3 separate regions of the Mus musculus genome follow, and all the other regions are linked to region 2. The links are chromatin contacts, called in public promoter capture Hi-C maps. All regions are on one chromosome and are shown on one strand. Each heading gives the region's core, a stretch centred on a gene start, on an enhancer-like site or on the middle of the called end of the contact. The rest is flanking DNA. Distances are from core to core; before and after follow the strand shown. Region 1 holds the start of Tmem47 (transmembrane protein 47). Region 2 holds the start of Prkx (protein kinase, X-linked). Region 3 holds the start of Nsdhl (NAD(P) dependent steroid dehydrogenase-like).

Region 1 (2,979 bases), core at 395-2,894, 3.3 Mb before region 2:
TGTGTGTGTGTGTGTGTGTGTGTGTGTGTGTTAGCGCGCGCCAGCATTAAAAAGAAAAAAAAAAAAAAAAAGCACCCAGCAGAGCCTCCCTTTTACATTCCTTAATCTGTGCACACAGCAGCAGCTGAAGAAACAGAATTCAAGTAGCAATAGTTTTCAGCAAGAAATTGGAAGTTGGCAAATTCTTAGGAATGGGACTCTGGAAATGGGGTTAAAAACAAAACAAAACAAAAACAAAAACTAGAGGATCAGGAAGAGAATAAAGCCACAAAGTCCCTTTGAGCTAGTAGCCACAATGGCTACCGCCTACTCTACCCCGTTTCCCATCCGCACACAATTTTCACTGCTTGCTGAATGAAGCAGAACTTTCCAGGCAACTGTGAGTAACTAGCTCAGAGAAAACGGAGTGGAAGAAAGGGGAGTTTCTTACTGTGGGAGTGAAAGAAAGGAAACTCAGAAGCAACAATGGTGTCGCCAAAAAAGGAAAGAAAATTCATCAGTCTCTCCTGACTCTCGGTATCCCTCCCCAAAATTTAAAGGGGAAATACACACACACACACACACACACACACACACACACACACACACACACACACGAAAATTCACTCGGGAAAAGCCAGGTGTCTTAGTCAGGGTTCCTAGCCAATACACCAGGTAAAGTGAAATAGAATAGGGGGAAATGTGGGCCTTCAGGAAAACTTGGGCAAATTTCTCTTAGAGGGTTGGAACAGAGAACCCACACAGATTTGGAGCGTTTTACCCATTTCTTTTCTAACGGGGGTGTGGAAGGCATTGCGTCTTTTACACAGCCACATGGTTCTCGCCCTCAATGATAACAATTGCCCAAAATAGCAGACGTGTTACTCCAAAACTGGAGGGATGAGCAAGGGAGGAGTAGAGGGCGTAGGAGGTCTCTGGAGTCTTGCCTACCCGGACCCCTTCGAGAGAGGGGCACATGCAAGAGGGTCCTGGGGTCCAAGGGCCGAGAAGGTAGGGCAAGGAGGCAGGGAGGGGAGCGAAGGAAAGTGGGGGAGGTGGCTCCCAGAGAGGCGGTGGCAGCGGAGGAGCCCAGGATGGCCACGCGGGAGCAAGGGGCGCGGCACCGGAGGTGGGGTGGGGGCGCTCACCGCTGCCGAGAGTGGATTCGCAATGCCAGATATCCAGGTTGGCGGGTTTCCGGCAGGACTCCCACAGGGACAGGTAGTACTGGTGGTCCGCGGTGACCCAGGCCGGGCTCAGAACAGCTCCCAGATCCAGACACAGCGCCAAGAAGATGCACACCAGCCCGACCAGCTTGAGCGGGGTCAGCACCGACACTCGCACCTCTTCCATGCCGCTGCCAGCCGAAGCCATGCCCGGGCGCCGCTGCCGCCCTTCCCGACGCAAACGAGGACGCCAGGAGGGTCCGAAGAGCCTGGAGCGGGACCTCCCGAACAGGAAAGCGGCGCTAACCGCGCCAAGAAGTCGTACCTTGGGTCTCAGTTAAGCACACCGAGTGGTCAACTGGACTTGCCTAGCTGGGACGCCTGGCCCTAAGGAGGTCGTCCGCTGCTGCAGCGACAGCAAACGCAGAGAGAATCTTCAGCAAGCGATCAGCCCGCGCCCGCGCCCGCGCCTGCTCCTCCCTGGCGCGGCCAACCTGGCTCCGCCCCAGCCCCGCCCCAGGCTGCGGGAGGCGGCGCCTTAGGAGAGAGACTGAGGGTCTGCACCCGGACGGCGGAAGGCTCTGGCTCCCGCCGGTCTCGCCACTAATCCCTTGGTCACTGCGCGCAGCAATTCTTCTCTGCAGCCAGCCGGACCGCGGTTGCTCCGGGGTCGCTCCCTCGCCCTGTCTCCGGGTCACGTGGCTTTTCCTTTCCTAGGGAACAGGGACTGACCATTTTTCTAGTTCTCTTCTTGATGTGGCTTCCTAGGCTGTGGCCTTTGGAGAAAAGATGGGTTCCACACAGGGCGATGTTCTACCCTCTTGCTAATCAATTCACATCCGGAATGAGGTTGTGGAAGGAGGGGAAAAGTAACACTTCCCACTCTGAACCCAGGACGAGCCCTGGAGACACCCTTCCATCCCTACCTTCCAGCTCCAAATTAAGTCAGTTCTCAATCTGAAAACAGCCTTTGCTCTCCTCTGAAGGGCAAGAGAGAGATAAAATGAATGAGAGATTTCACAAAGTGTAAACATGAAGCTAGCCAGGCATTGGTGGCTCACGCCTTTAATCCCAGCACATGGGAGACAGAGGCAGGCGGATTTCTGAGTTCGAGGCCAGCTTGGTCTACAGAGTGAGTTCCAGGTCAGCCAGGGCTACACAGAGAAACCCTGTCTCAGAAAAAAAAAAAAAAAAAAAAAAAAAAGACAAGCATAAAGCTAGCCCTATTTGCAACTCTGCTGTTCTGTCCTTTATAATTTGGCTAAAATCCCTAAATTTCTCTTCACTGTGTTCAGCTAGATCTGAATTCCTACCCTCGGTGATAAGCTTTCCCTGTTCTTCCACAAGCTCTACTACATTTCCCTGTTCTTCCACAAACTCTACTACAGGGCCTGAGATAAGAAGCTGTGATATAAGGATCCTGAATGGAACTAATGCATCTACATAGATTTTTCATTAAATTGACTTACACAAGGACTCTTCAAAGGGCATTGCCTTGGTTCTTGAGGAGGGGCTTCACGCTTTTGGCTGATTTATGAGAACTGCACACCCCTTGAAACTGGATTTGTGGTTTGTAATTGTCAATTCAAAGTGATTGGGGATGGGAGTTGTTTCATGCCTTTTTTTTTTTTTTCAACTACTTTCCCTCTTGCCTAAAAGAAAAAGAAAAAGCAATTTAATGTTCAGATCATTGTCTAAGAGTGTTTCCAGATCATTTACCTTTTCAATAACTTAGTGTGAAAGTCAAAAATGAGGACACTGACCTGAAGAATGCCCCTTGGCGTGCTTCTCACCCCTGACATAATACCTCAACCTTAATGGCTCTCATACTTTC
Region 2 (2,996 bases), core at 123-2,622:
CAAGTGTACCCTAAGCCTTTCTCAGGGTGAGCTTTTAAAACAGAAACTATGTTCTAGGTTGACATGTTTTAACAAGAACAATTAGCCAGAAGTGGAACTACAGAAACCAAAATGCAAGCTTAGTAGATTTAGAAACTTTCCCAGAACTAAGGGCTTTGATGGACTAGTCTTTTAGTTTTGGTAGGTGGCGCTGTCTTCATTTTGAGTGTTATAACCTGAATGATACTTCCATCATGGAGTCAGCTGTATAAAGTCTGGGGGTCTACTAAGGTCTGGGATCAGGCTACAGTTTTGTCATAGTGTAACCAAACTCAAAATAATAGCAGGCTCTGTGCATTCTGACTAGTGGAGTATCAGGTCCTAGCATGTGTTTATTGAATGAGAAAATGTTCTCAATGTGAAACAATAAAAAAAAATAATAATAAATAAAGCAGCCAGCAGACTTTCTTGTTGCCAAGGTCAGTGTACTTGCCACCTACGGGCATCATCGGGGCAACTGGTTCCGAATGGATGGTCCCCACTTCATTCCTGACTTGGGGCCCTATTGGCCCTGTGTCTTCTAGGACCCAGTGCCTCAAAGCTAGGAGCGGTGCAGTGCAGTGAGCATGCACTGAGCAGCCGGGAGACCACATTCTTTGCATTCCAGGCTCAGGGAAACACCGCCCTCACCTTGCAGGTGGTGGCTGCGGTCTGTGAAGCACCCAGTTCTCAGCACTGCCTACGAGCCCAGGCCTGTTTGAAGCCGCATAACAAGTCCCTGGAAACCCGGTCTACTCAGGAGCCCCAGGGCTCAGGATCAGCAGGTGCTGCAGGGCCACTGAGAGCCCGGGCTTTCGGGAGGGCGGCACTCGGGGACTACAGAACACCAGGAGTTCAATCCCCTGAGATTAAGGAGAAACCGAGAAACCCTGCCCAACCCGGACTCCTTCTGGTGCCTTTACCCACTGCTAAGGCTCTGCTGGTAAATATCCAAGCAGCAGCCGGAAGTTCCTGCACCTCTTCCTTCCCGCTTCCTGCCAAGGGGGAGGAACCAGGCATGCGGTGTGTGTGTGTGTGTGTGTGTGTGTGTGTGTGTGTGTGTGTGTGTGTGTGAGAGAGAGAGAGAGAGAGAGAGAGAGAGACCCATGGTGTGCGTGCGTGTGTGTGTGTCAAGCTGGACCCCGTGGCCCCAGTGCAGCCCCCTCCATTACTTTTACTTTGGTGCAGGTACATCCCATGGGCGTGGGCCCCGCGGGTGAGTAACAATAGGCAGGGTTGGGCCAACGCCGGGCTCCTCCCCGTCGGTTACGCAACAAGGCGGAGCGAGATGAAGGCTCTTCCCCCTCGCGTCATCCAGACACCCCACTCCCCCGCCGTCACAAGCCGGTCGCCGCCCAGCCGGCTTCCGCCGGGAATGAAGAGGGTTGCGGTTGGCTCCGGTCCCGCGGACCCCACGCGCGTCCGTGGAGCCCTCGGGCGACTTCCATGAGCCCCTCCCATCGCTCTGAGACCCGCTGAGTTTGCTTCCATTGTCCTCTCGGCCGCGGGCTCCGGAACACCCGTGCGAGCCCACTGCTGATGCACAGACTGCCATTGCGCCGCTGTCACACCGTGCGTCCCCCGCCCCATGGAGCCGCCCGCTGGTGCCGCGGCGACCGTAAAAGATCCAGACCATGACCCCGTGAAGACCAAGGTCTCGGCGCCCGCCGCGGACCCCAAACCCAGGACATCGTCACAGAAGGCGGGGCACTCGTTACAAGATTGGGACACCATAGCCACCGTGGGTGAGTGAGAACTGAGTAAGAACTTATGTGTGGGGACGCGGCTTGGGAGCGACCCTCAGATTTCTGTCTCCCACACTCTCATTACTGGGCCTCCGGAAACGGGGCAGCCCCACGTCACAGAGCTTTCAGGAGGGTGACTTCACCTTAGGGACTCGGAGGCTCCCTACTGGGGTGCTAGCCACCCTTGGGACACCACGCCCGGCCTCCCTGGCGCTTGCGCACCCGCTCATGCCCAGGATTTCTCGGGATCGCATCCAGCCTCCGCACTGTAGACCCCTGGCGGGACTCGAAGGGACGCGTGACCCCCAAGGGACCCTTCGGGGACGTTTTCCCAGCATCTATTGTGTGCCTGGGTCTCGTTTTTTCTTTAGTGGCTCAAACTTGGTACCCTCGTGACCCCGAAAGTTGCTAGGGAAGCCGGTAGATCCCCAAACGTGCCGGAGTACTGGGGAGGGAGGCTAGGATCTTGCGAATCATGGGCGCCAGCTTCTCAAGTCTGAAGCCCAGGAGTCCCGGGCTTCTCAGCAAACTTGGTCACTAGGACAGTTGTGCCTGGTGTGTTGATGATTAGGAAAGTGTTCCGGGAGGATGGAGGAAGGACAGAGGGAGGGATTGGCGTCCTCCGATCAGCTGTGAGCAGAGATTCTAGAGGCTTCTGTGTTCACCCTGGTGTGGAAGTCAAGTCAGGGTTCAGGACCAGGATGAGGGGCAATAAACACTTTCTCAGCTGAGCAGGTGAGATGTTAAAAAAAAAATGTGTGTGGGTAAAAGGGCTTGCAAGTTTGATCCTGGTTCCCTCTTGGAGGCTGGCTGACACTCGCTGCATCTTGGCTTTTGATTGACTTTTGAGGGAAACTGAGCTGCTTGAATGAATGTCGTTTATTTATGTATCATGTTGTATTCTAGGCTGGCCTTTCCATCACTGTGTAGCCAGGATGACCTTAAACTACACATTCTCCGCCTCCCCCTCTTTCTGAGTGCTGGGAACCGAGCCCCACTCCACCACAGATTGGTTATGGGGTGCTGGGAATGGGGACTGCCCTCTATATGTTTGAGACATTGACCTGAAAGTCACTGCATAGCCTAAGCTGACTGGAGATGCCAGACAATCCTCCTGTCTTAGCTTTCCCAGTGCTGAGACTTCAGGGACTCATTCACAGGCACTTGGCACCTCAACTGGTTCTCCACCCTTTTCTTTCTGTCTGTCTTCCTTGCCCTCTCCCTCCACGCCCC
Region 3 (3,005 bases), core at 439-2,938, 4.9 Mb after region 2:
TAAGAGTATAAGCATATGTTGGCAGAGGGGTGAATTATGAAAAACTAAGGGATACTTATGGACTACCTGATAGACTAAGGTTCACTGAACACTGAACATGTAGTCTTTCCTTTTCCAGGTACTGGTGAACACAAATATGATTCCTGTCCTCCTGTGCCTACCTTCTAGTGGAGACAACAAAGAAAAAAGGTTAACTTTACAGTGGCTTAGGAGGTGACAAGTGCTACTATAAAAATATGGAGCAATATGAGGGGCCCAGGTACAAAGTAAAGAGAGTGATTACCTTTACAGAGAAGGTGACAATAGCTGAAGACCAATACTAGGCTTGCTGGTGCATACCTTTAATCTAAGCACTCAGGAGGCAGTGGCAGATGGATCCCTGTGAAGTTTGAGGGCATCCTGGTTTACATAGTGAGTGCCAGGTCAGCCAGAATTACAGAGTGAGACCCTATCTCAAAACAAAAAAATTATATCTACCTGTGAAATTTTCTCAAAGAATTAATCAAAATACTAAAAAATTTTAAAAAGTTCATGGGACTGGGTAAGGTCAGTGAAGGAATGTATCAGCCGCAAAAATAGTGCCCTGGGTGAGAGTGAGCCAGAGGGGGAACAGTGTGGGTGTGATGGGAGAAGGAGGAATTTCATGGCAGGCTTTGCAGATTATGGTGAGAACTCCAGCTCATACTGCTGAGGAAGGGCTGAGGAGGAACAGAGAAAACAGAGGACAATTCAAGGACGGAACTGTGAGAACTCAGAGGCTGGATATGGGGGATTGTTGCTGCAGTGAACAAAGGAGCCAAACAAGACACAAAAGTTTTGAAGCCGGTTCCTGGCTTAAAGGAAAGAGGGCAAAGGGCCTATATTACATTTATGGGGAGCTGTTAAGTCTCAGGCCTTTCTCAGTTTGAGAGACTGATACTGTGCCCTTAAAGTCCCTAAACTGATTTTCTTTGCTTTGAGGGACGTAGAACATAGAATCTGTGTTCGACCCTGGGCCTTCATTACTCCTGGCACAGCTCCAGGTAGCCCCAACCCGTTGTGCACTTTGCCCTTTAATTCTCTTTACATTCCATACTTCCAAAACTCCTGTGGCTTTGCTTTCAAGGGAGTCTCATTCAGGAATGCTCCTTCCCATGTGACTTGAGTGTCTGTACGTCTAACAGGACACATTTTGATGAGTTTTGAAGATCTAAAAGTCCCCAGCCCATTCCCCTGAGAGCTAAAGTGACTCTTGTAGAGCTAATGTAAAGACAAAGCCTCATGTGGATTGGGTTTCTAAGCCCCAGCCCTGTGAACCACTGACACAATACTCAGCATGCCCACTCCAGTTTCGAGGTCTCAGCTTCTCCTGGCACAGTCACCCCTCCAAACCATTTGGTCATATCTTGCTGGCCCCTCAGATGTTCTGTGTCCCCCAACTCGGTTTTAAAATGGGTCCCACCCATTCCCTCCTACTTCCTCCAGGCTCTGTCACCCACACGCAGCAGCCTCTAAGGGCAAGCCCGCAACTCTTACCCGGTTTAGACACTCAAATGATCGACCTCAGCTTGCAGACAACCGGCAACCAGAGAAGTCTGGCTGAACACCCGCCACCCTTTTCTACTGATAGATATGAGCCCACAATCAGCAGAGCTTCCTTCATAATGTTGATTGGTCTAGCTTGGCTCTGGCGCAACCAATTGACGCTCACAGCATGATTTTGCCCAATGAGGCTAGTCTTTGGCTGCCGACGCACCGCCCTCTTGCTCTTGGGCGAGTTTTGCCAGGTTAGCCCCACCTCTTCGTTCCCAAACCAATGGGAAGCGGGCTGTGCGCGCGTGGAGCAGTGGGAACGCCGCTGAGGCTGCGAGTACGCCGTTGCCTTAACAACCGGTGGCAGAGTCCGTTGGGTGATGGTAAGTGCTAGGGATTCGGTGGACCCCACGCGGCGTCCCCGGTCCTTTCCTAGGCCTCGGTGCAGCCTTGCTACCTTTCTTGCACGGTTCTTGGCGTTGACGCACTAGTTCTTCCTTGGAGCTGTGTGCCGGAAGGGTAGAAGAGAAAGTACAGCCGCCAGCAGCTTGCCTTGCCTGCTCTTTCCCACTACCCCCTCCTCGCCCAAGTCACCTTCAGCCACCCCCGCACAAACTGCCTCTGGACCTCCGCTGGCTTTCAGGAAACAGCAGGGTGACCATTCTATTGCTTCCCTTAGACTTCCGCCTCAGTCAAACTCAGGCCTCCTGGCCGCGGCCACCCAGTTAAAGTTTATGCATTGGTGCTAAGAGGTTTACTGTGTTCTGATGGTCGCAAACGCTTTCAGGAGAGGCTGTGAGAAAGCACGCAGGTGCAAATGGTTTGATTTTTATCACTTTGTACCGGCATAATTTTTATCTTAGTAAGTTTACATTTAGCCAAATTTAGGCATAAGTAATTGGAGGAGCAGAGTTCTTGGGAACTGGCACCACAAGTAGATGTTTTAAGTACATTTCTAAAACCGAGAGTACGGAAATCATATACAGTTGATCATCCATAACTGTAATTGGTTTCTCAAAGAGCTTTTGATGATGCTTTTTTAGATTTAAAAATGACTGAAATTGAATCTCCTAAAGTGACACATGGATTAATGGTACAATTGCATGAACTTTCTGTAGTATAAACTTTAAGACAGTGGAGGTCAGAGTTATGTCTTCTCATGAAGGCTATGTTAACACTAGAAATTCATATTCATATATTCACTTGCTCTATGTTGATCTATACAAGAACAAGGAGGAAAATGGTAATATACTATTTTAAAACAAAAACTCTCTTCTATTTGGTGGCTCCCCAATGAAATATAGTTGAATTTAGTCATATGAGACATCACATTAAGACAAATTTACAGTTATATTAGAAAATAACCTCATTATTGCCAATTTCTTTTTTTATAACTTAGTAAAAACTGACATATATAAATTGAAATAGTTTTAAGTTGAGAGAAAGTTTTTTCTTCACAGAGGTTTGTGCTATTTGTCATTTAGAGTTGGGGT

What was found. Promoter capture Hi-C pulls out the DNA fragments that hold promoters and counts their contacts.
Region 1: a promoter capture Hi-C map of cranial neural crest shows a contact between it and region 2. The contact joins the promoter of Tmem47 here to the promoter of Prkx in region 2. A contact is called at or near these places in 1 of 39 promoter capture datasets (cranial neural crest) and 1 of 484 Hi-C or Micro-C datasets (cerebral cortex).
Region 3: a contact with region 2 is called in a promoter capture Hi-C map of pre-B cells. The contact joins the promoter of Nsdhl here to the promoter of Prkx in region 2. A contact is called at or near these places in 2 of 39 promoter capture datasets (cranial neural crest and pre-B cells).

What each region holds. Positions count from the first base shown.
Region 1 is chrX:81,069,309-81,072,287 of GRCm38.p6, reverse strand. It overlaps Tmem47 (transmembrane protein 47), which reads right to left and starts at 1,644. Exons shown (of 3, transcript NM_138751.2): 1 at 1,128-1,644. The coding sequence starts at 1,353.
Region 2 is chrX:77,794,315-77,797,310 of GRCm38.p6, reverse strand. It overlaps Prkx (protein kinase, X-linked), which reads left to right and starts at 1,372. Exons shown (of 9, transcript NM_016979.2): 1 at 1,372-1,763. The coding sequence starts at 1,607.
Region 3 is chrX:72,917,204-72,920,208 of GRCm38.p6, reverse strand. It overlaps Nsdhl (NAD(P) dependent steroid dehydrogenase-like), which reads right to left and starts at 1,688. Exons shown (of 8, transcript NM_010941.3): 1 at 1,516-1,688. It overlaps Cetn2 (centrin 2), which reads left to right and starts at 1,865. Exons shown (of 5, transcript NM_019405.6): 1 at 1,865-1,895. The coding sequence starts at 1,893.